Regions from separate parts of the Rattus norvegicus genome. Here region 2 is linked to region 1. The links are chromatin contacts, called in public Hi-C maps. All regions are on one chromosome and are shown on one strand. The core of a region is the stretch at or near the end of the contact, and the rest is flanking DNA. Distances in the headings are between cores, read along the strand shown.

Region 1 (7,670 bases), core at 2,365-4,864:
ACCTAAAGAAAGAGATGGCTATAAAAGTACAAGAAACTTACAGAATACCAAATAGATTAAAGCAGAAAAGAAAATCCTCCTACCACATAATAATCAAATCAATAAGTTTACAGAATGAAAAAAATATTAAAAGCTGCAAGGGGAAAAGACCTAGTAATACACAAAGGCAGACCTACCAGAATTACACCTGACTTCACAACAGAAACTCTCAAAGCCAGAAGATCCTGGACATCTGTCTTGCAGACCCTAAAAGACCACAGGATGCTAGTCCAGACCAGTATACCCAGCAAAATTCTCAATCACCATAGATGAAGAAATTAAGATATTCTATGACCAAACCAAATTTAAATAATATCTTTCTACTAATCTAGCCCTACAGAGGATACTAGAAGGAAGTTAACTACACCTAAGAAAACACAAGAAACTAATGATCTCACAGCAAAACCAAAAGAAAATAATATTACACACACAGAGTAACAATTCCAACAACAAAATAACAGAAACTAACAACCATTGGCCATTAATATGCTGGACATCAATGGATTCGATTCACCAATAAAAGGACACAGGCTAATAGATTGGATATATAAATAGGATCCATCATTCTGCTGTATACAAGAATCATACCTCAGCAACAAAGAAAGATTCTACCACAGAGTAAAGGGCTAGAAGAAGGTTTTCTAAGCAAACAGTCCCAAGAAACAAGACGGAGTAGCTATTCTAATGTCGAATAAAGTAGACTTTCAACCAAAAGTTGTCAAAAGAGATGAGAAAGGACACATCAAAAGAAAAATCCAACTAGATGATGTCTCAATTCTGAATATTTATGCCCCAAATCCAAGGGCACCCATATTTATAAAAGAATCTTTACTAATGCTCAAAGCACACATACAATACAATACAATACAATACAATACAATACAATACAATACAATACAATACAATACAATACAATAATAATGACGGACTTCAAGTCCTCACTCTCACTAATGTACAGGTACGAACCTGAAACTAAACAGTGAAACAATGAATGTGATAGTATACATAAATGACCTCCAAAATTCTACCAAAAATCCTACAAATTCTACCCAAAACAGCTGATAAACAACTTCAGCAAAGTGTCTGTATTAATTCAGAGAATCAGTAGCCTTCCTTTATACAAATGAGTGCTCAGAGAAAGAAATTAGGGAAGCAACCCTCTTCATAATAGCCATGAATAATATAAAATATCTTAGTGTAACTCTAACCAAGCAAATAAAAAGTTTTGTATGAGAAGAACTTCAAGTCCCTGAAGACAGAAATTGAAGAAGATATCAGAAGATGGAAAGATTTCCCATACTCATGGATCAGTAGGATTAACATAGTAAAAAAAAGCAATCTACAGATTTAATGCAACCCCCATCAAAATTCCAACACAATGTTTTACAGATTTTCAAAAAGCAAGTCTCAATTTCACAGGGTAAAACAAACAAAAAACAAGCAAACAAAACAAATCCAGGATAGTCAAAACAATCCTGAACGAAAAAGATTCTCTATAGGATTCATTGTCCCTGACCTTAAGCTGAACTACTGAGCAATAGTGATTAAAAACTTCACAGTATTGGTACAGAAACAGACAGATTGATCAGTGGAATTGAATCAAAGATCCATACATAAACCCACACACCTATAGGTACTTGATTTTCAACAAAGAAGCCAAAACCATATAATGGAAAAAAGAAAGCATTGTCAACAAATGCTGCTGATCTAAGTGGATGTCTGCATGTATAGACGAATGCAAATAGATCCACATTTATTACCCTGAAGAAAACTCAAGTCCAAGTGGATCAACAACCTCAACATAAAACTAGATACATTAAATTTAACAGAAGAAAAAGTGGGAAATAGCGTTGAACACACTGATACAGGGGACAATTTCCTAAATAGAACACCAATGGCCCAAGTCATAAATCAACAATTGACAAATGGGACCTCATGAAATTGAAATACTTCTGTAAGGCAAAGGATATTGTCAACAGGATAAAAAAAAGCAGCCTGTATACTGGGTAAAGATCTTCACTAACTCTACATCTGACAGAGGGCTAATATAAAAAACTCAAGAAGTTAATCCTGAACAAACAAAATAATACAATTAATACAGAGGCGAATGCTCACAGTCAACCATTGAACTGAGAACGGGGTCCCCACTGGAGGACTTAGAGAAGGGATTGAAAGAGCTGAAGAAGTTTGCAACCCTATAAGATACAACCAGGCAGAGCTCTCAGGGACTAAACCACCATCTAGAGAGTACACATGGACAGACCCATGGCTCCAGCTGCATATGGAGCACAGGATGGCCTTGTTGCGCACCAATGGGAGGAGAAACCCTTGGTCCTGCCAAGGCTGGATCCCCTAGTGTAGGGGAATGTCATGGCAAGAAGGTAGGAAGGGGTGGGTGGTTGGGTGGGGGAACACCCTCATAGGAGAAGGGGGAGGGGAGATGGGCTAGGGAGTTTATGGACGGGGAACTGGGAAAGGGAATAACATCTGAAATGTAAATAAAGTATCCAATAAAAAAATCTTTAAAGGGGGGGCATAGGGATAAACAGAATTTTCAACTGAAGAATTTTGAATGGCTGAGAAGCACTTAAAGAAATGCTCAACATCCGTAGTCATCAGGGAAATGCAAATTAAAATGATCCTGACATTTCACCTTCTACCAATCGGAATGGCTAAAATCAAAAACTCAAGCAACAGCACATGTTAGAGAGGATGTGGAGCAAAGGGATAAGTGGATATTAACTATAAAGTACAGAATACCTATGGTACACCCCACAGACCCAAAGAGGCTAAAGAATTAGGAAGGGCAAAGCAAGGATGCTTGAGTTACACTTAGAAGGGGGAACAAACTAGTCCCCCCCAGGCTATGGCAGAAGGAGGGAAGAGACTGAGTGGAGAGGTGGGGTCAGTTGTGGAGAGAGGAGAGGTGCCTAGATCACCAGAAGAATGAATGGGAATCTATCTTCTGGGCATGGGGAGCTGGGTGGGAGAATCTCCAGTATGTCCCAGAGACCTGGGATAGGGGAGGTTCCCAGGAGTCAATGCTGGTGACCGTAGCCAAGAAGCCTAACAATGGGAACATGGAACCTGAAAAAGTCACCTCCTATAGTAAGGCAGGACCCCCCAGTGGAGGGGTAAGGACACCAAATTACCCGGAAAGCTTTCACCCCCAAATTTATCCTGTCTAAAAGAAATGCAGGGGTGGAGCAGAGACTGAGGGAAAGGCCAACCAAAAACTGTGCCAGCCCAACTGGAAACCTGTCCCATAGGCAAGCACCAATCCCTGACATTATTAATGACACTCTGTTATGGGCAAAAACAGGAGCCTAACATTCTGTCCTCTGAAACCCGCAGCCAAACACTGGCCAGAGGTCAGGGACAATTATGGAAGTGTTGGGGGGAAATTGAAGACCCTGAAGGGAAGGGGGAACCCTCACAGGGTTAATTAACTTGGATCCCTGGGAGCTCTCAGGGACTTAGCTACCAAGCACAGAACAAACATAGCTGGAACAAGGCCCCCAACATATATAAGCAGACATGCATTTCAGTCTCCATGGCTGTTGTGTGTGGTCTCAGTGAGAAAGGATGTGCCTATTCTGGCAGAGATTTGATGTGCCAGGGTGGGTGGACTAACCCAGGGTGGGGGGGCAACCCTCTCAGAAGAGAAGGGGATGGGAGAAGGAGATAGGGGAAGGGACTCTGTGAGGGAGGACCAGAACAACTTTGGAATGTAAATAAATAAATACCTGGTAGAATTCAATGCTGATGGTAAAAAGAAAGAAAGAGAGAAAGAAAGAAACAAAGAAAGAAAGAAAGAACAAAATGCAATGTTTTTCTCAAGTATCCTGTTCCTCCAAACTCTGTGTAGAGCAGGCCGTGGGAACAAGGTCACTTGGCAGGATACATGAACTTCTGAGGCTCCTATAATCATTTAATTAGATGAAACAACAGAGCCAGGAGATCTTGGCTTGGGTGACTTTTGTTTTCCATAAATTATGGGACAGATATATTTTTCTTTGTGGAGTGGAACTAACTTTTTTCTTCCTTTGGCCCCAACTGTCTATGATCTCTCAGAATGTTCAAAAGCTTGACCATCTCTTTTGTCTGGCTTATTTGATATTTGAAGATGCATGGAGGTGTGGTTGGAAAGCCTCTCCTCACTTCTGCACACGGAATTTGCATTTTCACAAGCCCTCATGGCTGCCATTTCAAAGAACATCATGCCCAGAGTTCCAGACTTGAGGCAGGCTTAAAGAATTGGCACAGAAAGCTCAGCTTGTTTCCTTATTTTCATAAAGCAAAAATGGCTTGTCTAGCTTGCAGTCTGCAGCCATCCCAAGTTGGGAGTCATTACATAAAGTGGGACTTCAAAGTTTGTCTTTCGTAGGTTTCTGTGCATTCCTCCTCCAGTTACTTTTTTTGTTCATTAGAAAAAATGTTATTTTTATTTTCAATTATACTTATTTGTGTATGGCAGAAAACAGCGGGCATGCTGGCAGGAGTAGGGAGCTGAGAGATCACGTGTCAACCACAAGCAAAAGCAGAGATCTTAAACTGGAACTGGGTGAACCTATGAACTTGCAAAGCCTGCCCCTCGTTTCTCCAGCAAAGCCAAACACTTCACCAAACAGTGCCACCAACTGGGGACCAAGTATTCAAATATCTGAGCCTATATTCTTTTTGGGGGGGTTATTTTTATTTTAAACAATACAATATAAGCTCAAATATAGATAGGATACCCCTGAAGATATTAGATTACATTTTATAACTTATAATTATATTTTATTTCCACTATATATTCAATACCTGCTTCTATTTCTTCAACAACTTAACTCTAAATTATGTACTGTGCACTTGTGGTTCTAGTTTATGAGCCTATATTCTTATTCATAGAACAGTAACTGTCAACTTTTGCTCTGACTTTCCTAGCTGTCTTTGCAAGTGGAGATGTATTATTATCAAGAAAATGCTGATGCCTTTGTATTTTTTTTTGTCCATATTGGATCTGTGGCCATGAGAGATACTATGAGCTCAGTTGTTTCTGATTATAATATATATTCACCTACTACGTGCTTACACAAACTGGCTAGGCTTGAGTGGGCACCAGCATGTCCATAAACAATTATGCATCTGCCACCTGTGATGTCTCGAGGTCCAGTAGTGTCAGAAAACCCTGCTGCTAAGGTTGAAGTCTGATATCACTGGAAAGCCTTGAGCTCGGTGCAAACTGGTAAACTCCCTTTGTCAGAGGGGCTTCTCCTTTTCTCCCTGGGGTATCCTATAACCCACAGTACCTACCTGAGGAATGTCATGCAGCCCCACACCCGAGATTCCTTGAATGCCTCCCCATGCTAATGAAGCATCTCAGTATCTTAACCTTCAGCCAATGCCCTTTGCCCACCCTGGATATTCTACCCCATTCCCCCAAACTATATAACCTTTGGTTCACCCTGAATAAAGTGTATGCATAGAAGCACACCCCAAATAAGGAAATGTGTACAAGCTAAGATAGATTCAGAGAGCTGTTTGTTTCATTGAAGATTATTGGAGAAGGCCTTTGCCTGAAATAGCTGTAATACTAAGATCACTGGAGAAGGCCTTCTCCATCTTCTTGCCCCATTTTCTTGCCCCCAGGATTTACTCTCAGATAGACCAGTATCCTGTAGAACTCTACCTGTTATGATTTCTACTTCATCATTCATGGACACCCTGAGCAGGAGAAAGTGGATGATCTCAATACTATAGTTAGACCCTAAAACATGCCACACAGCCCTTGAGATGGTATAATCAATAATTGAAGAATGTGGCCATGGCTTCTTTTCTGTCACTTCAGCAGAGGTGTTAAGTCTGAGTCCCTTCTCTTCAAACGTGGCTGGGTGTCTTGTAGCTCTGATACAACAAGAATAGCAGAAATGTTGTCCACAGCGTCTGAAGGTAGAGAATCTCAGGCCACCTGTAGTCCCCAGCTCTCTAGCACTATTTGGCTGCTCCTTTTGGGATGCTTCCACACAGACTCAGTTATCATGGTAACTAAGTTAACTGGGGTCCTTCTAGTTGAGACTCCAGGCACTGTGGAACAAAGATCAACCTGTCCTAGTGGTGCCCATCCAACCCCTGCTTTTTACATTAATAAAATGCTGGATGAAGTGACTTGATGTTTCTCCTTCATTGTTGTGTGATAATACAGGTGGTTCTTGGGTTCTCTGATCTGTGTTGTCACAAGGGATGAGAATGACATTTTATTATCCTCCTCCTCCTCCTCCTCCTCGTCCTCCTCGTCCTCCTCATCCTCCTCGTCCTCGTCCTCCTCCTCCTCCTCCTCCTCCTCCTCCTTCTTCTTCTTTTTCTTCTTCTTCTTCATCTGAAGGACCCTCACCCTAGGTTCATGTTGTGAATAAATGGGTGGCACTGCTTTGGGAGGCTCTGGAGCCTTTGGGAGGGGGTCTGGCTGTTGGGAGAAGTTCATTAGGGGTGAAATTCTTTTTCTAGCTTATGCTCTGTTTCCTGGCTATTGTAATGTGAGAAATGACAGCCACCTGTTATGCCAGCAGGAACACTGCTTCTGCTTCTGCTGCCAAAGGTGGAACCACTCTGCCATGCCATCCCCACTCTGATGGACTTCAGTTCTGTGTAGGGAAGGTCCTGCAGGCACAGGGATAGCTACCTATTCCTTCCTTAAAGAAGCAGCTGCCATGCCTCTGTGGTTGCCAAGCACCTAGAATGATGCTAGTGCAGGCAGGAACTGGATTTTGAATTTACATCTAATTAGCTTAAATTTAAACAGCTTTGTGTGGTAATCAGTTACTATATTGGCTAATATCGCTGTAATTTGATATGCTCAACCATAACTGTATTTCAGGGATCATTGCCCAATGAATGTAACCTACTCAGCTGAATTCTTGTGTGACTCTCCCTGCCCTTGGGGATTGTTGGCCAATGTTGGTCCACAAGGACAAATGGAGTGGAGAGATGGACAGGTGCGTGCAACAGAAGCTCTTCGAGTACTTATGCTAATGACAACAGGAGCAGGTGCTGGGAGACGATGAACTTCACTTGGGGTGATTCAAGTGCTATGTAGTTTTAGGGACAGGGGTGGGAGGTAGAAGTATCCCAGGGTGGGAAGTCAATTGGCTGAAGGCTTCGGGCACTGAGATTTCTCATTAGCATGGAGACACCATTCCAGGAATCTCAGGTGCTAACTGAATGGGTTTTTAGGAAGAGTCAGGATGGGGAAAGGGATGTTGAACCTGTGTGACATTCTGCAAATAGAAGTGTGTGTGTGTGTGTGTGTGTGTGTGTGTGTGTGTGTGTGTTAAGGTCAGTAAAGGTAGTCCTCCATTTTGGGCCATTCCCAGAAGGCTATCCAGACAATGGTACATTTTGTCCTTAATTAGCAGGCCAACACTCTTGTTTCGGAGGCTGTTGTTGTTGTTGTTGAGGCAGATACTGAGTCTTGTCTTTCTTTCTAGTGGACTTTGAAAACTTCATTCCTAAGTAGAACATGGTTCTTCAACTAAGAGTATGCACCTCTTTTCATCAAGGGTGGGGACGCTGTAAAACCTGTGGAAGAAACACTTCGAGGAGTTGGATCAGTGGTTAAAAGCACGTGCTACCTTAGCAGATAACCCAAA
Region 2 (7,670 bases), core at 3,231-5,730, 620 kb before region 1:
CCACAACTGTGGCTGCCACAAGGGGGAGGAGTAGAGCAGGAACGGACAGACCAACCTAAGTGCTTAAACTAGCACCCACCTTGTACACAGGGTCCTGGGGAAGGAACACATCACTCAGGGGAGTGTAAATCCACATTCCTGGGTCAGGGCCATTCATATCCGGCCCAAATAAACTCCATTTAAAGAGTTCTTTTAAAAACAAAATGTGGGGCTAGCGAGATAGCACAGTTGATTAGAGTGGTGACTGGCTTTGCAGAAGACCTGGGTTTGGTTGCCAAGCAATGCTGAGCAGCTCACAGCCACCCATAAACAGCTGTAACTGCGATCGAGGGGATCTGACACACTCTTCTTGCCTCTTCAGGCACCTGCACTCAAACACACACGCACGCGTGCACACGTGCACGTGCGCACGTGCGCGCGCACGCACACACAAGCACACACAAAATAAATGTACTGGCACAGTGGGCAAACAACTTGAGTCTCTTTCCTTCCAAGTCCATAGTTTTAGCTCTTCCTGGAAAATATAAATACACTCATGAGAGGGGAAGTGTAAACTCTCTAACTTGTGTGGTATGCTGTACCAAGATGACCTAGAGGAAGCTTTCTAGAGACTTCCACGCTGCACGTCCAGAGATCCTGTTAAAGCATAGCATATGAAGACAGGTTTAGCTGTTCAGTGTAGCATCTCTGTGGGCTGGAGACACCCACTAGCCTTCTTCAGGGCTCAGTGGTAGCATCAGGTGGTGTACCGGTGTTACGCCCAACTCAACACCTTTCCTGGTTCCTTCTCCCTAAGCCACTTTCCGGCACGACCAAGTTCTGGTGAGTGAGACATGAGAAATGATTTCCGAGAGGCTTCTGAAAGGTCTGTTGTCTGATGGACATGACCACTCTACTTTTCTCCCCGTGGCAGGAGATATAATGGCTAGGGTGGCTCCTGGGCCTTGGAAGCATGTGGAAAGTGGGTGACCCTGGCCTTGGGGCCACTAAACACATACCTAATGAGGACCCATTCCATCGCTATGGAAGGTCGAACCTGACCGTGGTTCATCCCTCGTGATGCCATCCGGAGCACTGCTGGGGTCCACTCCTGGAAGACTCATAGCATACTGATGCCGACGCTGATGCCTAGCTCCCTCCGCTGCAGGCCCCTTCCTTGTGATGGGAAACCCTGTCAGCTCTGGCCCTGTTCCGGAGTCCATGGCCTGATCAGGAAGGCAGAGAGAGTGAAGTCTGTTGGTATTCTGCCTAAGCTCCGCCCTCACAGCTACCTGGGAACAGCCAGGTATGCTCCGCCCCACAGTTGCCTGGCAACAGCCAGCTGTGCCTGACACTATAAAAGGGGCTGCTTGCCCTCTCTTACCCTCTTACTTCTCTCTTGCTCTTTGTTCTTCGATGCTCTTGCCCCCTTCCCCACTCCACAGGCCCATGGCCGGCCGCCTTTCCGCTCTTCTACTCTTCTCTCATTAAATCTCTCCACGTAGAACCATGGTGGCTGGGTGTGTTCTGTCCAGGCACCGGCTGAGATTTGAAACCCTAACCAGGTCTACCCCCCAACCCCGAACCCCAGACCTTCCACTGCTCCCTCTTCTAGCATCATGTCTGCAGGCTACCCCCGTTGTCCCTTTCTAGAGCCTACAAGCAAGCTGACAGCAAAGTGCACGTCTCATCTTGTCCTGTCATCTGCATTTTTGAGACACCTGAATCCATCCCGCCATGTGGGTTGCCAGTTTCTGTTATTTGAAATCAGTTTCTCTCCCAACAGACACGGTCCCTGACCTCCTATCTATACACTAGAAAAGCTTTGAGAAAGGGAGTTATTAGTTGCGATTTCAAAGTCTAAAACCATATATTCACTCATTTTTTGTTGTTGTTTGAACCTCTATTTAAAAAATAGATATAAGTTAGTTAGGGTATAGAGCATACACCTTTTTTTCTGGGGGAAAAAAAAGATCTGGAGCCAAAGAAGCTAGCCCACGAGTGTCCTTTCCGATTTTGGTGGACCCTTACACATGCAAGGCAAGCATTCCACCAATTACTTGCCTGGAAAAAACCTGCCTCCTACTGAATTGACTGTGCCTGCCTGAAACAGCTGAAGGACCTTGGCGTCTTCCACAGCGTTCCCTACCCCATTCAGGGCAGAGCCTTACAGCTCAGCAGCTGAGTAAGCTCTGAGAGGGGCTACCCTGCCCCAGGAAGTAGGGCCTTTTAAAGACTCAGCCCTACCTTGCAGAGAAACCTTTGCCAACAGGGCTCAGCCATGGAGCTCCTCTCCCTCCCCAGAGAAGAGGACAGAGAAGAGGACACTTGTCTTTAGAGTCAGACTCGAATAAATACTGTCCGATGTAGGATACGGGAGTCCGCACTGCCGACAGCAAACTCCCTGAAGAGGCCAAGTAGCACAGAGGCACTGGTGAGCTGAGCACAGCCTCTTCCTTCACCCCAGGCCTCTGCTGGGCTATTTCGTCCTTCTTGTCCTCAAGTCCCGTTGTCCTGACTCACTCTGCTAATCTTACACTGATCTTCAGGTGTTTTTGAGAACCACGGGAAATCCTTTCTGGAACAGGGTGGGGCTTGCGTAACTAAATGCATAAGCAATTCTTGTTAATACACGAATGCCTTTAAGCCTGCAAGGCTCAGGTTGCCTGGGTTCAGTAGTCAGTGCTGCTCTTTGCTGCCCTGTGACTGGGTGTAAATGTGAGCCCTAGTTTCCTGATCTGTAAGTGCCCTGGTATATATAGAGGTGACAGTTTGGGGAGGTAACTACACACACACACACACACACACACACACACACACACACACACCTCAGCATAGTGAGGCCTCTATAAATGCTCCCCTTAAAATTCTATGACTGCAGGCAGACAGCAGTGCCTAGCCCTGCCTGGTGGATTCCTGTCTTCAATAGAACAAGGCAGGACTTCCAGAAGGTGGCAGACGGATGACAGATGATCAGTATTACCACATCCTTGATAGATATTGCACTAGCTGGCCAGAGGGAAAAAAGCAGGCCCCAGAGAGGATGCCTGCAGGAAATCAGGGGCAAAGTGGATCAAGGGTATTGATCCAGGAAGGCATAGAAAGTGAGGGTGAGGTCTCCTCCCCTCCCCTGCCCCACCTCCAGAACATCAGAAGAGCAGTGTGTGTGTGTGTGTGTGTGTGTGTGTGTGTGTTGCTTGTGTGCATGTATGTGTATGTGCTGCTTGTGTGCATGTATGTGTGTGTGTGTGTGTGTGTGTGTGTGTGTGCAATTACAAGATAGTGATATAATTTCTTAGCGCTGCCAGCTAAAGAATTTGAGATAAGAGGAATCAAAGACTTGGGGGTATTGTTTGAAGCCTGGCCTGCCGGACACTACTAAGTTCCAGTGAAGTTTTGGTGTGAGCAACTGGCCCCAGACTTCTCTAACAGAAGCTCCTCAGGCCTAGGAAGAGACTCCAGCTTCCTCAGTCTTTTAATTCAACTGAGACTTCTCCATAAAATATGCAAAGCGCCTTGGAAGGAAAAAAAAAAGGCAAGCCAGATCTGAACAGTAATTGTTGTTGCTAATTCTGTCTCAGGCATCCTGTGTGAAGAACATGAACAACTGGGAGTGTTGTTTCTCCAAGGCCTAGAACTACAACCAAGACCCCCCTCCCCCGCCCCCCAGCAAGAGTAACAGAGGCTCTCTTGTTCGAAGTTCGAATTACAGCAAGTTTCCTTTGCACTGAAGGAGAGACTTAGCTGCCGTGTGTATCTGAGTGTTAGACATTGAGCACACACATATACTTAAAGCTATTTCCAATGTCTTCTGGAAATAGAAACAACTATAAAAAAAAAAAAAAACCAGCTTAAGATCACAAAAGCCCTTTAAAGGCTCTTTCTGGGATATTGGAAGCTTCCAGGGCTGCTGGGTATGGCTAATTATGTAACTTCTTCCACCATAAATCGCTACCAACAAAGTCAGCGGGTGAATCACACCCCTTGTATTGTAATGGCAGGATACACATGACTGTAAAGCCTTTCAACCCCTAAATTTCAAAGAGATGCTTGCGTAGGCCTTGCTTGCCTTTCTCACCTGCAGTTCATAGTGTGATGTCACGTGTTTGCATTGTACTTACAAAATGGAGAAGTCAGTCCTGGCTCCTGACCTCTGAGGAAGCTCACAGGGCTCTTCTAGTTTTTTTACAGAAGCCAAAGCTCTAGCTTAGCTTTAGAGTAGAGTCTTTGGATTTAAAAAAAAAAAAAGTTTATTTTTAGTTTATGTGTATGAGTGTTTTGCCTGGATGTGTGTTAAATGTACCATGTGCATGCAGTGCCCAAGGAGGCCAGAAAAGGGTGTGGGGTCACGTGGGACTGAAGGTGGTTGTGAGCGCCTGGTCTGGGTGTTGGGAAGCAAACTGGGATCCCGAGGAAGAGCAGCAAGTGTTCTTAGCAGCTGGACTTCTCTCCAGCCCCTGGGCGGTTGATTTGCAGTCATCGAAAACGAATCACTGTTTTCATAAAAATGTAGATGACTCATCAGACCGAGCTTGAAGCTGTCTCCAGCTTTCTTGTGGCCTTTCTTGTGCATCTGACTTCTGGGCCCAGAACCCAGGCACAAACTGGGTTCACACCCAGTTCTGGACATCTCTGAGTTAGCAGCCCCTGCACAGTCCACTTGGTGCTTCCTACCAGGTCTCCCTGTGAGCTCTGCTCACTCAGTCTTGCCTCAGGCCTTGCCACTCCAGATTAGTCTCTGCCAGTTGCCATTACGTGACACCAAGGGCCAGGGACTTTAACTTGAGAGCTTTATTCACCATCCTGGAGGCTGCCAGTCCAAGGCACCTCGATGGGCTAGTTTCCTCCAAGCTCACTGACCTTGCTTCCCAGATGGCTGCTCTCAGGCTGCCTAGTCCTGGGGCCATCTCTCTGTCCTCATCCCATTTTCTTATTAGGACCCCAGTCAGATTGGGCTAGGCCCCACCCCAACAACCTCGTTTTAACTTAATTACCTCTTTAAAGCCTCATCTCCGGGACACAGTTACAGCCTGTCGTTCTGCAGACTAGGATGTCAGTGTATAGGTTTTGAGGGAGACGTGGGTCAGCCTCCCCCATCAGCAAACTCACCTAGTCTCTCCCCAGTTCCTCTCAGGGGAGTACAGTCTTTCCTTTGGATTTTCGAGAGACGAATGCTTCCTGAAGTTTTTAGACTACATCACTCCCTTCTTGAACTTGGGCAAGTGAATCGGTCTCTTCAGAGATTACACCACACAGCTTCTGTCTCTGTTGGTTTTGGGCGTGAAGTTCCTACAGTCCCCAAGGCTCATGCGTTAAAGAAACAAGCCCCAGAGGGTGGCACTATTGAGCAGTGACTCAATCACAGGAGTCTCAACCGAGTACAGTGATCAATCCACTGAGGGATTCACAGACCAACTGGCTGTTAGGAAGCAGAGTCTAAATGGAGGAACTGAGTCCTTGAGGGTCTTCCTGGAAGCCCCTTCCTGTCTGCTTCCTAATTTTAATGAGGTGAGGCCAGATGAAGGCATTAGGTGGCCTGGAACTGGAGTTACAATGCATAGTTATGAGCTATCTTGATGTGGGTCCTGGGCAATGTAGTGCCCTCTCTTAGACACTGGGCCACCTCTCCAGACAAGAACCGGAGTTTACTTTTCTATCTAAAACTAGTTCCTGATACTGAACTCTAGGGGAAAAAAACAGTGAATATTTTCCTCACCTCGGTTTCCCCAGAGATTACATTTTAGCATTCTATAGTTTTCTAGAACGTTCCTGTAAACATCTGGCAGGTTGCTATAAGCATTATGAGACAGCTGCCCAGTCACCTATGGCTGAGACACGTAGGGACATGGAATGGACAAAATTATCAAAACCGTCTTCAGACTGTAGTCATATCTACATGCTACACACTTAGGTTATAGAAAAAAAAAACCTGGAAGTTCTGTGGACGGAAATTCGAAGTGCTCTGTTAGATTTATATCGATTTTTAGAAAAATTAATTCACAGCTTGGGAGACTCAGGCACAACCATGTCAGCAGAACAAGTATAGCACAGATCATTAAATACTGTGGTTTCATCAGCCTCAAAGAAGTACTTCCCAAACATTTTTAAAAACAAAACTGATATAGTAACCACTTTAAGGTAGAATTTTTTTTTTTTTAATTTTCAAACGTTTTCAAGTGTCTTTAAACTTCAAATTGCATTTGGATTGGAATTCACAATTTTTGCTGATGTGCTAGAATGTTCTAACTGATCTCTTTGTCTGAGACTCTGTGACTCAGGAAAGAAAGCATATTCTTCGGGGGACGTAAACCTGGGTGGACATGGCTGAGTAAGGAGTAAAGTGTGCTACCCTAAGCCATGGCTGCCTTGGAAAGACCGATTGAAAGACATCATCTGTTGTTTGGTTCTTATTTCTCATTTCATTCAGAACAATTGGAAAGCCGGAATAGCATGCCGTCCTGTCCTCTTGGGACCCATGTCCTCATTTGTCCAATGTCTTTCCTGCTGACTTCAACACTATATTACACCTTTGTATGAACGCAATGCCAGGCCAGATCGGTAGCAGGTAGAAGCGAGGGAGCGCATGGTGCCACTTTGAATTTTAAGAGGCAACCAGAATTTTTATTAAGAAACTGCTGGTTTTAGGTGACACCCACCAGTCATTACTTCTTCCTCTCTGCTCTTAATGACTGTCTTAGCTTTTGGTCTTCCCCAGCGGAGGGAGCCATCACTCATCAACCCAATTAACTCTCAAGATCAAAGTATGCAGGCAGAGCCAGGACTTCTGGGATGAGAAGGGAGCTTAGCAGGCTTTTCAGACACTCACAGCTAAGGAGGGGAAAATGGGAGGGGGCAGTAAAAAAAAAAAAAACCTAGAAAAATTTAAAAGGACCTACAGGAAACAGGAGCGGTCACTCAAGAAAGTCTATGAAATCTTAAAAGTGTGGGCTGTGAGCTATATCCTGCCTCATCTACTGCCTCTCTGGCTCTGTGTTATGAAGTGTTACCTTCCCTTGGCCCTCTTACCTCGCCAGCTCCCAGCCTGGTCCTGTCTTAGGAAGCTCTCTTCCAGCAATGCATCTTGGGGAGAAGGGCCCCTCTCTGCCCGCCCACCTCCCTCAGATGATACAGGTTGAGAATAGATGGGTCTCTATTGCTTCCACCCGCAGCAGCTCTCTCACTGAGAAGGCGAGTTCCCATGCTGAGGAGAACAAGTCGTTTTCACTCTAGCACACGCACTAGAAAAAGAACATTTGTCACTCCGGGGAAAGGAAGCCTTGACAAAATTATCCAGTTGGACAGAGAGCTCAACCATTTACTCTAGGGATTAACTTCATTGGAAACAGGGAGAAAAGTCATTTGAAAGCGTAGAGGGCCTGATGAGCAGCAAGGATGAGGCCCAGGGAAAGCTCTGAGAGGAGAAAAAGTGGCCAGGCAGCATAAAGTTTAGTAAAAAGAAGCAGTGGGGAGCCGACTAAGAAGAACTTTCTCGGAACGCAGTAGCGAGGGAAGGCCACAGGAATGCATGGTCAGGGTTGCACCCATGCGGGAGCTAAGGGTGTGGACAGACTCCAAAGCTTCTCAAACTTCAACAGGAAGAGAGAGATACTGGGCCTGGTTTGAGCATTTGAAACTCTAAACCCGACCCTCAGTGACACACTTCCTCCAAGCATCTAAATACATTGAAAGCC

The links. Hi-C and Micro-C count contacts between places; a contact is called where the count stands out from the background.
Region 2: a contact with region 1 is called in a Hi-C map of frontal cortex, with 2.3 times the contacts expected there. The contact joins two enhancer-like sites.

Annotation. Positions count from the first base shown.
Region 1 is chr15:9,106,230-9,113,899 of GRCr8, reverse strand. No RefSeq gene overlaps it. Among named protein-coding and RNA genes, the nearest start is that of Ube2e2, 300 kb to the left of the region's middle. Within about 2 kb of position 3,614, at least 2 of the 93 cell types and tissues checked have an H3K27ac peak or open chromatin away from gene starts, as enhancers often do.
Region 2 is chr15:9,723,606-9,731,275 of GRCr8, reverse strand. LOC120096911 (a long non-coding RNA gene) reads right to left here. Exons shown (of 2, transcript XR_005493832.2): 1 at 5,089-7,670; 2 at 1-1,205. Among named protein-coding and RNA genes, the nearest start is that of Trnas-aga36, 89 kb to the left of the region's middle. Within about 2 kb of position 4,480, at least 14 of the 93 cell types and tissues checked have an H3K27ac peak or open chromatin away from gene starts, as enhancers often do.